Regions from separate parts of the Mus musculus genome. Here region 1 is linked to region 2. The links are chromatin contacts, called in public promoter capture Hi-C maps. All regions are on one chromosome and are shown on one strand. Each heading gives the region's core, a stretch centred on a gene start, on an enhancer-like site or on the middle of the called end of the contact. The rest is flanking DNA. Distances are from core to core; before and after follow the strand shown. Region 1 holds the start of Pla2g2c (phospholipase A2, group IIC). Region 2 holds the start of C1qb (complement component 1, q subcomponent, beta polypeptide).

Region 1 (6,837 bases), core at 1,821-4,320, 1.8 Mb after region 2:
CATGGAACAAGGCTCCCCAGTCTGGTCACAGCAAGCCTCCTCAGGAAGACCTAGAGAGCATCTATTTTGACTTTTCTGTCTGTACTGTCCATAGACACCTGCTTTAGAACATTTCCCTAAGGCGCTAGTTGTGGCTCTTCCTTCTCCTACTTAGTGTTAAACAGCTGGGAGATGGCAGCCCCCAAATGTGCCCTGTCCACTGCACAGAACGGTCAGGAGGCTGACTTCAGAGCTCCCCCGTCCCCGCCCCCTCCCATGCAGTTGCCTCAAGACAACAAAACATTTCTTGGGTTGATCCGTCCCTTCCACCTACGCACTGTCACTCACCTAAGAGTTGACTTCCCCCAAGCTCCTCCATCAAGCAGCCCTCAGGAGCACTAGTCCAGGTTCGTGGGCTTAGGTGTGACCCCTGCCCCCAGATGCTCTGTGTGTTCTCTCCTGTACTAGACCACCAGGAACCAGGCCACAGGGAACCAAAACATACTATTTCTACGAATCCAGGGGAGCCTGCTGTTCAAAATCTCTGACCAGGTTCCCTTCCGTTTTCACGTTTTAATCCTCTTTATCCATGTGTCCTGTGTGTCTGTGTGTTTTGCATGTTTGGGGGTACATGTGTAGGCAGGTACACATGCACAGATAGAGGCCAAGGTTTGATGTGAGTAGAAATCAGCCTCCATGGCTCTTATGCCTTATTCACTGAGGCAGGACCTCTCAATCAAACCCAGAGCTCATCCATATGGCTAGTCTTGCTAGACTGGGGATCCTGTCTCTGCCTTCTGGGGCTGGAGTTATAGGTGAGCTGGCACACTCACCCAGCACTTTCATGGATTGTGGGAATCCAAATTCTGGACCTTGGGCAAATGCTATCCCCACTGAGCCGTCACCTCCCTCCCTCCCTCCCTCCTTCCCTCCCTCTCACCCTTCCCCCCCCTCTCTCCCACACACACACCCCACACACACACCCGGTTAACGGGTGAAAAGGCTCTGTGGCTATCCCTGCTCTACACAGCCAAACCTTCCTCCATTCTCCCCCTCTGTTCTCCATGCCCAATCTGGAGGCAGGTAGTTCAGAAACTTCTTCCTGAGCGAAAAGTTTTGACGCCAGAAATGCCTGCCCCTTCCCTTGCTCATTTATTTTCTGATCAACCATAAAGTTTTTTTTCCCTATGAGTTTCTCGTTCGGAGTGGCAGGAGAAAGCCATAGCTGTCCAGCTGAGGCGAGGATAAGCCTCTAGCTGAGCTTCCATCCTTCTCACTTGGGAATGGCTATTAATTTGCCACAGCTTCCACAGAATTATCACAGGCTTGGCTTCCAACACCCACACATGCCTGGGGAAGGTTTGGCTGTCAGGAAGTTTGGTAACTTAGAAACCTCTCCCTAACAACTTCGATGAGAAAAGTCATGCGTTCTCCCAGGCACTCTGCGGGGTTATTTTTAACAGTCAAACTTGAGTGTGTGCGTGTCGTTGCTATACCTTTTGGTACTCTGTATAATTAGCCGTGTTCAGGGGGTGTCATATTCAAGACACCCTGGTCATAAGATAACATGACTTGCAAGCTATCTCAAGAGAAAAACCTCAATTATGACTAATTCTCATAAGCCCACTCAAGGCTATTTCGAGACTAACACCTCCTTCAGGTAAAGCCGTTACACCCAACCTGCTTTTATAACCCACCGCCTCCTACCCAGCACAGAGACCATCTGTTACACAGAGGGAACACCAGCTCCCACCCCCACCCAGAAGGAGGGCAGGATGCTACAGGAAACAGGTGTTTGGAGAACGGCAGCCATGGCGCCTTCAGAGATACACACACACACACCCTGGGTCCCAAACTCTACCTTTGCCCTCTGTCTAGGCTCCTGCGACAGCACAATCCCTGCATGGCTCATTTATTTCATCACCTCTAGGGCCTGGCAGACACTCAACTACAAAGTGATTTGACAACGTCTAGGCGTAGGCATCCATCACGCTGCCAGCAGAAGAGACAAGTAGCCTGTTTACTTAAACACAATAGCTAGGAGGCAGACGCCTGCTAGGAAGCAGGAAACAAAACACGGGCCACTATTTTCAAGATGTTGCCCTCCAGAAGGGCAGGTGCCCATTCCTTAGGATTATCACCACACGAACAGGAAGGAAGGGACATTGGATACAAATGAAATCAAGATTCCCGTGGTTTTCCAATGGTGCCCACAAGCCACCATAGGGTCAGACCATGGTACTTCACAGCCCAAATCTAAACCTACAGCGCAAGCAGCAAAATACACCCTCCTACGAACCATCTGCTGGCATATACCGGGACATGTACACGTGCATTGGTCTTTTAAAATTGTTTATCAGTTACTACCACCCACTGCCGCCACCCCATAGTCCCCAGCCTGGCTTACAAAATTAAACTCTGTAAAGGAACCAACCCCGGGGGATGGAGGGGGAGAGAGGGAGAGAGAGAGGATCGAAACCACTCGCTATGCTACCCCAAACCAGAGATTACAATGTGGGAAACCACAAGCCACCAAGTGAGTGAAGAGAGAGAACCGGGGTTGATTCCAGGATAGAAGGGCGGGCGAGGGGGTTGGGGAGAGGCCTCTATTATTTCCGTGGTCTGGCAGGTCTGGAAGCAAAGCTTCAAGTGCAGAAGGAAGAGGAGTGTTCCGGGAATGGCAGAAAGGTCTGGAACGTGAATGCAGACCTGGGTAAAGGGCACTTGGAGCTGTGGGAGGCTCCCTGCAGCTCCTGCCTCTGCACATGACCCCGACTCCCTTCTCTCTCTTTGGATCTGGGTCCAGGGACTGGCTTGTAGACGCCCCTCCCAGGAGATTCCCTTAGCTGCTGCAGACTCAGGCTCCAGCCAGGTTGGCTCTGTCCCTGGGGAGGGCCACTCAAATGCCTGCCTCTCAGTTTCTGGGGACCCACAGCGGGCCTCTCACCTCGCAGCTCAGCTCCATCCGCCTCCGGTGCCTGGCTGCGACCAGCTGGTAAACAGCCCTGTCTCCCTGGCAACCGCCAAGGGGTGGGGGCCACGTGCTTCCGGTGGGACCGGAACCTGCCTGACCTGGACCGCAAGCTGAATTGGACTAGGGCACGGAGGGCGGAGGGGCAGAGGTGGTTCACGGATTCCAGGCTCAGGACCTTGGTGTGGCCCTGCCCCATGGAGGCCACAGGGCCCTGGGCCTGGACCCCTGCCATTGGAACTCTTCTTCCTGACCTGGCCTGACTCTTGTGTCTCCTGGGGAATGTGCGTTCAGGGGAGAGGGAGCCCTGCCCTGGAGTCGGGGGTAGGGACCAGGAACAAATCCCTGTCAATCCTTGGCCTGACTTTGCCAGTGTCCTTGTTTTAAACAGGGTTGTGCAACTGTTTTAAAACGAGACCCTTAGAATCTGGGTGGTGATTTTTTTAGGGTATGTTGTCATGGGGGTTCCCACCCCCAGGCCACCAGTCTTGTGATCACCACCTGTATCTCCTATTTCCTCCTTAAGGGTCTAACTATATACAGTCAGCAACTCCAGCCACTTCACCGCGTTTCCCAACAGCTTTGAGTTTTGGAGGCCGGCAGCCTGACTGCTTTCTCAGAAGCTATGGTCCACTACCTCAGCCATTCTGTTGGTAAGAGTCCTCCTGGCCCTACTGTCATCCCATCAGTGTGATGGATGCCTTAGCTGGAATCTGTCCAACCCACACCGAGCCATGACATGTCACACACATGAGACCCTCTGCCCTCCCTGGCCAGCCTTCTGTTTCCTGCCCTCTCCAATAGCTATTTCAAATCCTATCTGTCCTCTAAAAACCTCCCACATGCCGTCTTCCTTCCTCCCTCCCTGTGGGATGACAGTCTCCTGCCCTCTGCAAAGGAAAATAGAAACCATTGAATGTGAACCTTCTTAGTTGTCTGCTGTCAGACCAGAGGGCTCCCAGCCTTTGCACGATTGCTCTCTTGCCTCTGGTCTGTTAGAATGGTCATCTGATCCCATCCCTGTTAGCTGTCTCTGAGGTGCTTCCCAACCACAGCCACACACACGCACACACGCACACACACGCGCGCGCGCACACACACACATACACACACACACACACATACACACACACTCTCCCCCTCCCTAGGCCCAATATCCTTGCTTCTGTTGAAACCTTGACTTAAATGAAGACTCTTCCCTAGTTTAGCCTGTCCCTTCACTTGCCCAATTCCTCCCTGTCTTTGTTCCAATCTAATCAACTCTTCCTTCCAAGCTGGCATTAAGATGACTTTAAAGCTGAGAAGTGACAGCGCATTCCTTTAATCCCGACACTCAGGAGGAAGAGGTAGGCGGATCTCTGAGTTCAAGGCCAGCCTGGTCTACAGAGCAAGTTCAAGAACAGTCATGACTACATAGGGAGACCCTGTCTCAAAAACAAAACAAAACAAACAAACAAGAAAAAAAAAACTGCTTTAAAAGGAGTCCCGTTGGACTCTGCTCTAGACAGACCCTTAGAGTAATTTAGTGATTGAACTAGTAGAAGTTAACTAATAGACAGTTAAGAACCACAGATTCACTACCTAACTTCATGGCCACATCTTTGTTACCTGCTTCATGCAGGGATAGGATTTTGATATGAGCAGAGTTCTAAGGCCTTGTCAGCACATCCACAGTTGGGTTGGAAAGACACATTGCTCATGGATAGAATTGTAAAGAATACCGTTTTCAGTAAAGTTTGAGCCAAGGGAAGGAGAGCCTGTTGGATGCGATCATGTATGCTGTGCTTGGTGCCACTGGCACTTTCCTTGAGAGCTGGCATGGAGGAGTTCATTTCAGTGATGGGCTGTTAGCCCATCTCAGAGAGGAAGCTGCTGACCCCGGGAGAGCACCTGGCCGTGGAGCGGAGCCTGCACTAGGCTGGCCTCCTTTCTGGGAGTTCTGTCTTCAGATATCCCAGAGGCATCTGTGGCCCCAGGAAGGTACAGCTGGCACCTTCAGAAGCTGGTTGCTTTGCGTCGTAAGAGTTGCTGACTTACATCTTGTTAATGAATCTGTCAGAAGTCTCCAGCCCTTCAGCGCCCACTCGGAAAAGATTAAAGTAGATCCTGCATCAGCTATTTTAACATCACCTAAGAATTACGCAGTCCTGTGAGAAGCGAGTCTGTTTCAATCCCTTGTTCCCCAACGGGTGTGCGAGAGTGGTGTGCGTGCCCTCGCTGGAGCATCTCGAAATGCTGCTTCCGCCCATGGTCCATTTCATGTTCAGCAACACATGAGTCTTTGTTCCTCGGCATGGTGTGATGCAGCCCCGTGGGGAGGAAGAGGCAGCCAGCTAGTCCCTGCCTTTATCTCCTGACCTGTACCACAGAGAGGAGCTTCAAAGAATGTCCCCTCTGATGCCTGCGCTGAACATGCACACACACTCACTAGCTTCTCGGAAGATGGTTGGAGGCTACTCTCCTCCTGTCTGCTTATGAGTCAACTCATCTTTCTTTGTACCATGCCTCCACTCCCCGGCTCTCTCCAGGGCTCCAGCCAGCTTGTTCCCCAAATGGGCCTTTGGTGTTTTCCTGTCCAGTATCCTGCTTCTCCCTCTCCAAGGTGACGCTAAACTGCTTGATTCTTCAAGACCCTTCTTAAAAGCCACCTGTTCTGTGAAGGCTTTTCCCGAGCAACTTTGTCTCCCTAATACCTCCCAATGGTCTATCTTAGGTCACTTCTGTTCAGTGACAACATGCCCAAGATGCACCATGTGTGTACCTTTCTCAGGTCAGCTCCTCAGATGTCCATGAATCTTCTCCACACAGATACCATCCATTGGGGCTGCTTTGTCTTTTAAAAAACAACTGAGTTTGGGGGCCTTTTGCTAATGAATAGTAGAACAATTTGGGAACTTAGCACAAACTGGTCTGACAGCCCACAGTGTACCACCCCCACTCTTAGGTTCCCAAGTGGCACTTCATCTGGACCCGCCTGCTGGGCTGGCCATGGGACTTGTGGGTGTGGTCTCTGCGGTGGAAGCAGCAGTTTGAATCCTTGCTCCAGCACTTTCCCATGGGACACCTTGGTCATGCCATTAACTTCTTCCCTAGCCTAGTTTGCACATCTATAGAATGGGCCTTTTAGATGGGTTGCTATGAGAGAAAGTGATGTCATCCATTAGCGGTCTTGGCCTGGCGCCTGGCACAGGGCACTACTTTGTACTTCTTACCTGACACTCTCCTTCGGGTGTGGTGATAACACTGCCTAAGGGCAGGAACTTGCTTGTCCTCCCTCAGTCCCACGCTTAGCCCTCATAAAGCCTACTTGTGGCAGATGCCCAACAAATGAGAAATTGTTGGTGACATTGATTCTGACGAAAAGACCCACAAGCACCCCAAGGCTAACTAATTTGGAATGTAAATGGCCTCCCTTGGGACTGGCTGAAGGCAAGCCCTCCAGATTTTGTGGTTTGGGTTGGGTTTTTTTTTGTTTGGTTGGTTTTGTTTTGTTTTTTTGTTTGTTTGTTTGTTTTTGTTTTTTTCCAGTTTGTTCCCAGAGAGTCTGTAGGCCTATTTTGAATTGGTGACTTCTAGATTTCAGTCTGCAGCCAGTGTTTTTCTCTGTTGACTTAGATCTAGATCCTGTCAGACCCATTGATTTAGAATACAGGTAGCATTTAAGAAGAACGAGCATAATCTAATCACAAGGCCAACAGGCCGCAGGCACAGCTCCTTAGAAATCACCTTCCTGAGAGATTCTCAACAGAGAAGTTTCTGGATAATAAAATGGAGCCACCAAAGAGACACAGTGTTCCATTGCTCCCTGCATCTCTCTGGAACATAACCAAGCATGTCTCGACACATCCTGTCTGGTTAAAGGGAATACATCAAACTGTCACTCACTT
Region 2 (5,932 bases), core at 2,495-4,994:
CAAAAAATCATCCATCCACTATCCATCCATCTCTTTATCCATCCATCCAATTACCCACCTTTCCATCCATCTCTTTATCCATCCATCCAATTACTCACCTTTCCATCCATCTCTCTATCCATCCATCCAATTACTCACCTACCCATTTTGCCAACCATTCGTCTAGTCTCTATCCACTCACCTGTTCATCCATCATCTAACTACTTCAATTGTCTATCTATTCACTATGGTACATATCTCCATTCATCCATTCACCCATTCATCTGTTTGTCCATCCATCCACCCAATCACTCATCCATCCATTCATCTATCTCCTCATCCATTTATTTGTCATTGAGCCTACCCACTTCTTCATCTATCCATCCATGCACTCATGTATCCATGTATGTAAGTATTCATACATGGATACATTTTGCCATCCATCTGTCTGTCCATCTATCCATCCGTCCTTCCACTCACCCACCCATCTGTCCGTCCGTCCACCTGTCCATCCACCCACTCACCCACCCATCCATCTACCTGTCTATACATCATCCATCCATCCATCCACCCATCCACCCATTTGTCCATCCATCCATCCATCCATCTATTCATCCATCCATCCATCCATCCATTCATCCATCCACTCACCCACCCATCTGTCTGTCCATCCACCTGTCCATCCATCCATTCATCCATCCCTGCATCCACCTATGCAGCATCCATATAGATTGCCTTTCATAAACTAAACTCTGAGGATTCTATGGCAACAAGAAAGAGATGGTCTTGGCCCTCAAAGTCCTTAGTACTAAGAGGAAGCAGCCAAAAGTACACAGGGAAACTGAGATGGACAAGATGGATTGGTGCTCTGGTAGATGGGCAATGGTGCCCCGAGGGAGGAGGGCTGGGCTGTGATAGGGAGAGACTGATTTCAAATGGACTGTCTTCTCTACAGGAGATAAGTAATGTTTTGGCTCAGATCTGAAGGCTCAGGAAGGACTGAGACAAGAATGTTCCAGAAAGGAGAGAGGAGAGCTTGGAGAGATGTCTCAGAGGTTATGAGTAGTTTTGATGCTCTTCCAGAGGAACTGAGTTCAGTTCTCAGCATTCATATGAGGCAATTCACAAATGTTTGTAACTCCAGCTCTTGAGGACCCAACATCCACGGGCTCCTTACCTGCACTCACATGCACACATTCACCTGCAGGCACACACATCCCTATATGTAGTTGAAACTAATAAAAATATGGGGCCAGAGAGATGGCTCAATTGGTAAGAACACACGTTCTTGAAGAAGATCCAGGTTTGATTCCCAACACCCATAAGTCAGCTTATAAGCATTTGTAATTCCAGTTCTGGGCGATTAGATGCCCACTCCTGACCTCTGCAGGCACCAGGCATGCACATGCAAACATGTAGGTGAAATATTTACACACATAAAGTAAATCAATCTGATGTATTATTATAGATGTTGTTGTTGCTGTTGGTTTTGAGACAGAGTTTCTCTATATAGTCCTGGCTGTTCTTGAACTTACACTGTGACCAGGCTGGCCTCAAACTCCGAGATCCACCTACCTCTGCCTCATGAGACTTGGGACTAAAGGCATGCGCCTGCCACCATGGCCACTACCACCCAGTGTAAATCAACATTTTTTAAATAAATGAAATAAGTTTCTTTAAAAAGAAAAGAAATGAAAAGAAATAGAATGTTGCAGGAGGAAAGATGGTGTCTTAGTCAGGGTTTCTATTCCTGCACAAACATCATGACCAAGAAGCAAGTTGGGGAGGAAAGGGTTTATTCGGCTTACACTTCCATACTGCTGTTCATCACCAAAGGGAGTCAGGACTGGAACTCAAGCAGGTCAGAAAGCAGGAGCTGATGCAGAAGCCATGGAGGGATGTTCTTTACTGGCTTGCTTGCTCTGGCTTGCTCAGCCTGCTCTCTTATAGAACCCAAGACTACCAGCCCAGGGATGGTCCCACCCACAAGGGGCCTTTCCCCCTTGATCACTAATTGAGAAAATGCCTTACAGTTGGATCTCATGGAGGCATTTCCTCAACTGATGCTCATTTTCTGTGATAACTCCAGCTGTGTCAAGTTGACACAAAACTAGCCAGTACAGATGGTGTAGCCTGAGGATAGACCACCAAGGCTCAGCACAAAGGCTTCACCTGATCTGCATGCTGGATCTGTCTCAGGCCTTCTCTTTCCTCATTTCTCATGTCTGAGCCAGGGCATGTAGCAATACGCCCATAGTGAGGATGGTTATTGCTGCAAAGAGAACACCGAGGCTCAGTGAGGCCACTTTCTCAGATCGCATGGGAAGAAATGATGTCAACGTCTTTGCCCGCATCCCAGGCCACCTTTGCTGGCAGAATATTCTTAGGTTCCCAGGGGGCTGTAGTTCAGCAATAGAACTGTGTGGCCCTCTTCTTATCCCAGGCAATTGAGAAGGCTTATGCTGTAGGCTGTTTTGAGCAGATCTATGTGGCCATCCTGCAAGCCTTTGGTCAAAGATTTTCCTCCAGAAGTTCTCCCAGGCTACCCACGTAGCTATGGAAACCCCGGTGGGAACCAGAAACCCTGAGCTCTTGTCAAGATCTGTTACCCCTGCTGCTGGACCCCTACAGCATCTGAGATATGGGGTGTGATGGACTGCCCATCTCCCAGATGAGGAAACTGAGGCTCGACAGTTTGAAAATATTTCCTAGTATCACCCAGCAAGCTGTTCAGGGGCAGGGCTAAGGCAGGACTTCTCTCTGGGCACAGTTTACTGTTCCACAAGATGGGGGCAATGCTGATCTCTAGTCTACATTGGGAGCCTCACATTTCAGGTTTGGGGAGTCCCTCCAATCCTCTTGGTTGGACTACCCACCTTTTATGCCAGTCCACCATTACAGCACCTCGCTCTCTAGCATGGAGCCAGACTACCTTAGCTTTGAACTCCTGTCTGCTGCTGCCTGGCTGTGTGACCTCAGACAGGAGTGTATCTGCCTCTCTGGTCTCTTGGACATGTTCATTTTTGGCTTCCATGGCTGACAGTGACATTAAATGAGGTGGCACTGGGTGGATTGAGGTCCTTTGGGTTACAGGTACCCTTTACAGCTATAGCTTTGTCACTCAGGATTAACCAACTGCGCCCTCCAATCCCAGATGCCAAGGACACGTGATACTGGACACAAGAGGCCTGGGTTCTTATCCTATCTCTCCCTGGCTGACATTTTCAAACCCTGAAGGTCAATCAAGCTTGGTCTCCGCCAGGGCTCATGCACCCATCATAGTCTATGTTCTCTCCAGAAGGGATTTTAGGATCAGAGAGGTTCTGAGACTGGCTGAAGATGGCCAGCATGCAAGAGACAGAAGTGCCACTCGGTCTCCATGGTTCCTGAGACCACGATCCTGGCGGCTCCTATTACAGGCTGTCTACTCATCCCCTGGGCCCAAGTAACCACATATACCTCCAACCCTAGTTCACTCTAGAGAGCCTATGCTGTGGACCTGAGCTTGGGCTCTAAAAATCCAGCCCATTAATATACAGGTGTTTGTAGTTAGAAGAAAGGCCTGTGTTGGTGAGTTAACCCTCCTCTCCCTGCCCCGTCCTGCTCACCTGTGTATGGAATCCTGGTGTTCTGTGATGCTTCTAGGCCGGACAGCAGTGGATTCCCAGAGCCCAGAGCCTGCTGCTGTCCTCAGAAAGCGGAAGTCTGGGTCCCTAGAGGCAGGAAGAACCTTCCCTTGCTGTCCCCTCCCAAGGCCCAACAGGCTGACCCTCTCTCTATCACCCCTCTGTTCCTCCCATCCTGCTGCCCTCAGGAAGTTTCAGGTCCTGTTTCTGCTTCTGGGGGGAAATTACTGTAAATGACGACGCTGACCAGCCTGGTTTCGCCAACTCAGCACCTGTGGATGGGGTTGGTGGTGGGAGGTCGGGAGTACGACCTGTTCTTAGGGACTATCCCCAGATGGCTGCTTGCCTGCCAGCGTCTTGTGAGCACATGACTTCTACAGAGAAGTTCCTCTATGGATACAGAGTGGCCCATCTATGGCCTGTTTTGACTACAGCTCTGTATCTTGCCGGCTAAATGCTCCCAATATAGGGAGCCCCAGTTTTCCTTGCCACTGCATGATGGAGCCGTGTCTGTATACACTCTGTGGCTCTCACCGGCCTCCAGCCTGGGAGGCTGTGGGACCGGAGAAGACGGGGAAGCAAACGAGAGCGTGCAGCTCGTGAATTGTTAATGGCCTTTCATGTCCTCAGCTTCCCCCTTTCTGGCCTTATCTCTTCCTCTGCCTCCCTCTCCCCACCTCTGCTCTCGTCTCTGTCTTCAGAAAATAATCTAATAATGAATTTTAAATGTATTCATTACTTATTCATTCACCTCCTTCCACTCGCAACAGGGCTTGGAGCCCTTGACAATAACAGCCACAGAGAAGGGACTGCTCCCTATGGAATGACAGCAAGACAGAGCTGCGGAGGGGCTTGGAGGTCACTGTGCCCACCCTGTCCCTCACTTTACACTCAGGGAAATGAGGTCCAGAGGCATGAGTTATCATCCAACCGGACTTTGTTGGAGGGGGGCACAAATACTATGAGCTATAGTCTAGGGAAGAAGGCCTTAAGGGGTAGCAAAGAGTCCTGTCCTTTGAGGGCATCCCTTTATGGGAGGCTGGAGTTAAACATTAAATGTTTCTGTGGTAAATGTCACAGAAAAATCAGTGAATTTTAGAACCCATGCTCCAGAGCAGACCCAGAAGCCAGAGAGCTCTGGGGCCAGGGTCTAGCTGTGCTGCTGTGACTGTGTGTAAGTACAGCCAGGTGTCACCCAATACCCAGAGGGACAAGAGGAAAAGAGGATGACTCAGCCAGGTTCAAAAGAGATGGGAGAGCTGAGGGCCATGTGCCCAGGGAACCGGCTGTCACTTACTTAGCTTTGAGGCAGGGTCTCACTCTTTTTATCCCAGGTTGGCCTCAGACTTAAAATCCCGTGGTCTCTCTGTCTCCCACGTACTGGAATTACAGGTGTGCATCGTGATCACCAGCCTCGGGTCCCTCTGAGGGTCCTAGGCTGAGTCTCTGATTCCTGAGTAAATTGCCAGTAAGAAAATCTGAACTCCCTAAGTTTGAACCCCAGTTTCCAGTCATATAGGCCAAAGCATGTTCTTAACTGGGGTTCTCTCAGGTCTACATCAGAGATGGTAGAGCCTGTTTCCTGGGGCTGTTGGTGAAACAGGGGAGGAACCTTCAAAGTCCAGGGCCCTCAGACACAGTATTATGTATATGAAGAGGGGACAGACTTGGAGCAGACAGGGTCTATACATCAGGACCAGGCACTGAAAGGGTGCCTGAGCCTTGACCTCTGAGTGAAGCATGGTACTGCTTCCTTCACGTCCTGATAGAGAGGGTGACACCTACTATGTGGGAAAAACAAGAGAAACTCCAGTTGCCCAGGGCCCAAAGAAGTCTCCTGCAGATGGGTTCTGCTTCCTGCCCTGTCCCGCCTTTCAGTGCCCGTCCCTCAGCATGGCCAACAGGCTGGCACATTCTGAGGTCTGTTCCTCTTGATACAGTGAGGACAAGGAAACACTTTTGGAGGAAAGGCCTGGGCGAGCAAACCTTGTTTTCTGAGCACAGGCTCGGCTCTGGCAGCATGGCTGACCCAAGTGCTGTATTGATTTTTTTTTTTTAACCAAAGAAAAATGAGAAGATTTATCACACAGGGCATCGCTGGGTGACCTGTTAAGTGGCTGATGGAGGGACAGCTGGGAATGCTGTGGCCAGTGACCCAGGCTGGCCGTGCCAAGTGCCCAGATGTGGTGATCCAGGCGGGGTTCCTCAGCCCCGGCTCTGTGTGTGTGTGTGTGTGTCCTTGTATGCACATGTGTGCATCTGTCTTTATATCACTCTGTGACATCTTACCCATTTCATGAGCCCCTATTGCGTGCCAGGCAGGCATC

Evidence for each region. Promoter capture Hi-C pulls out the DNA fragments that hold promoters and counts their contacts.
Region 1: a contact with region 2 is called in a promoter capture Hi-C map of liver, with 4 times the contacts expected there. The contact joins the promoter of Pla2g2c here to the promoter of C1qb in region 2.

The regions. Positions count from the first base shown.
Region 1 is chr4:138,722,255-138,729,091 of GRCm38.p6, forward strand. It overlaps Pla2g2c (phospholipase A2, group IIC), which reads left to right and starts at 3,071. Exons shown (of 6, transcript NM_008868.3): 1 at 3,071-3,234; 2 at 3,477-3,603. It overlaps Ubxn10 (UBX domain protein 10), which reads right to left and starts at 3,011. Exons shown (of 2, transcript NM_178671.5): 1 at 2,927-3,011.
Region 2 is chr4:136,882,456-136,888,387 of GRCm38.p6, forward strand. It overlaps C1qb (complement component 1, q subcomponent, beta polypeptide), which reads right to left and starts at 3,745. Exons shown (of 3, transcript NM_009777.3): 1 at 3,588-3,745.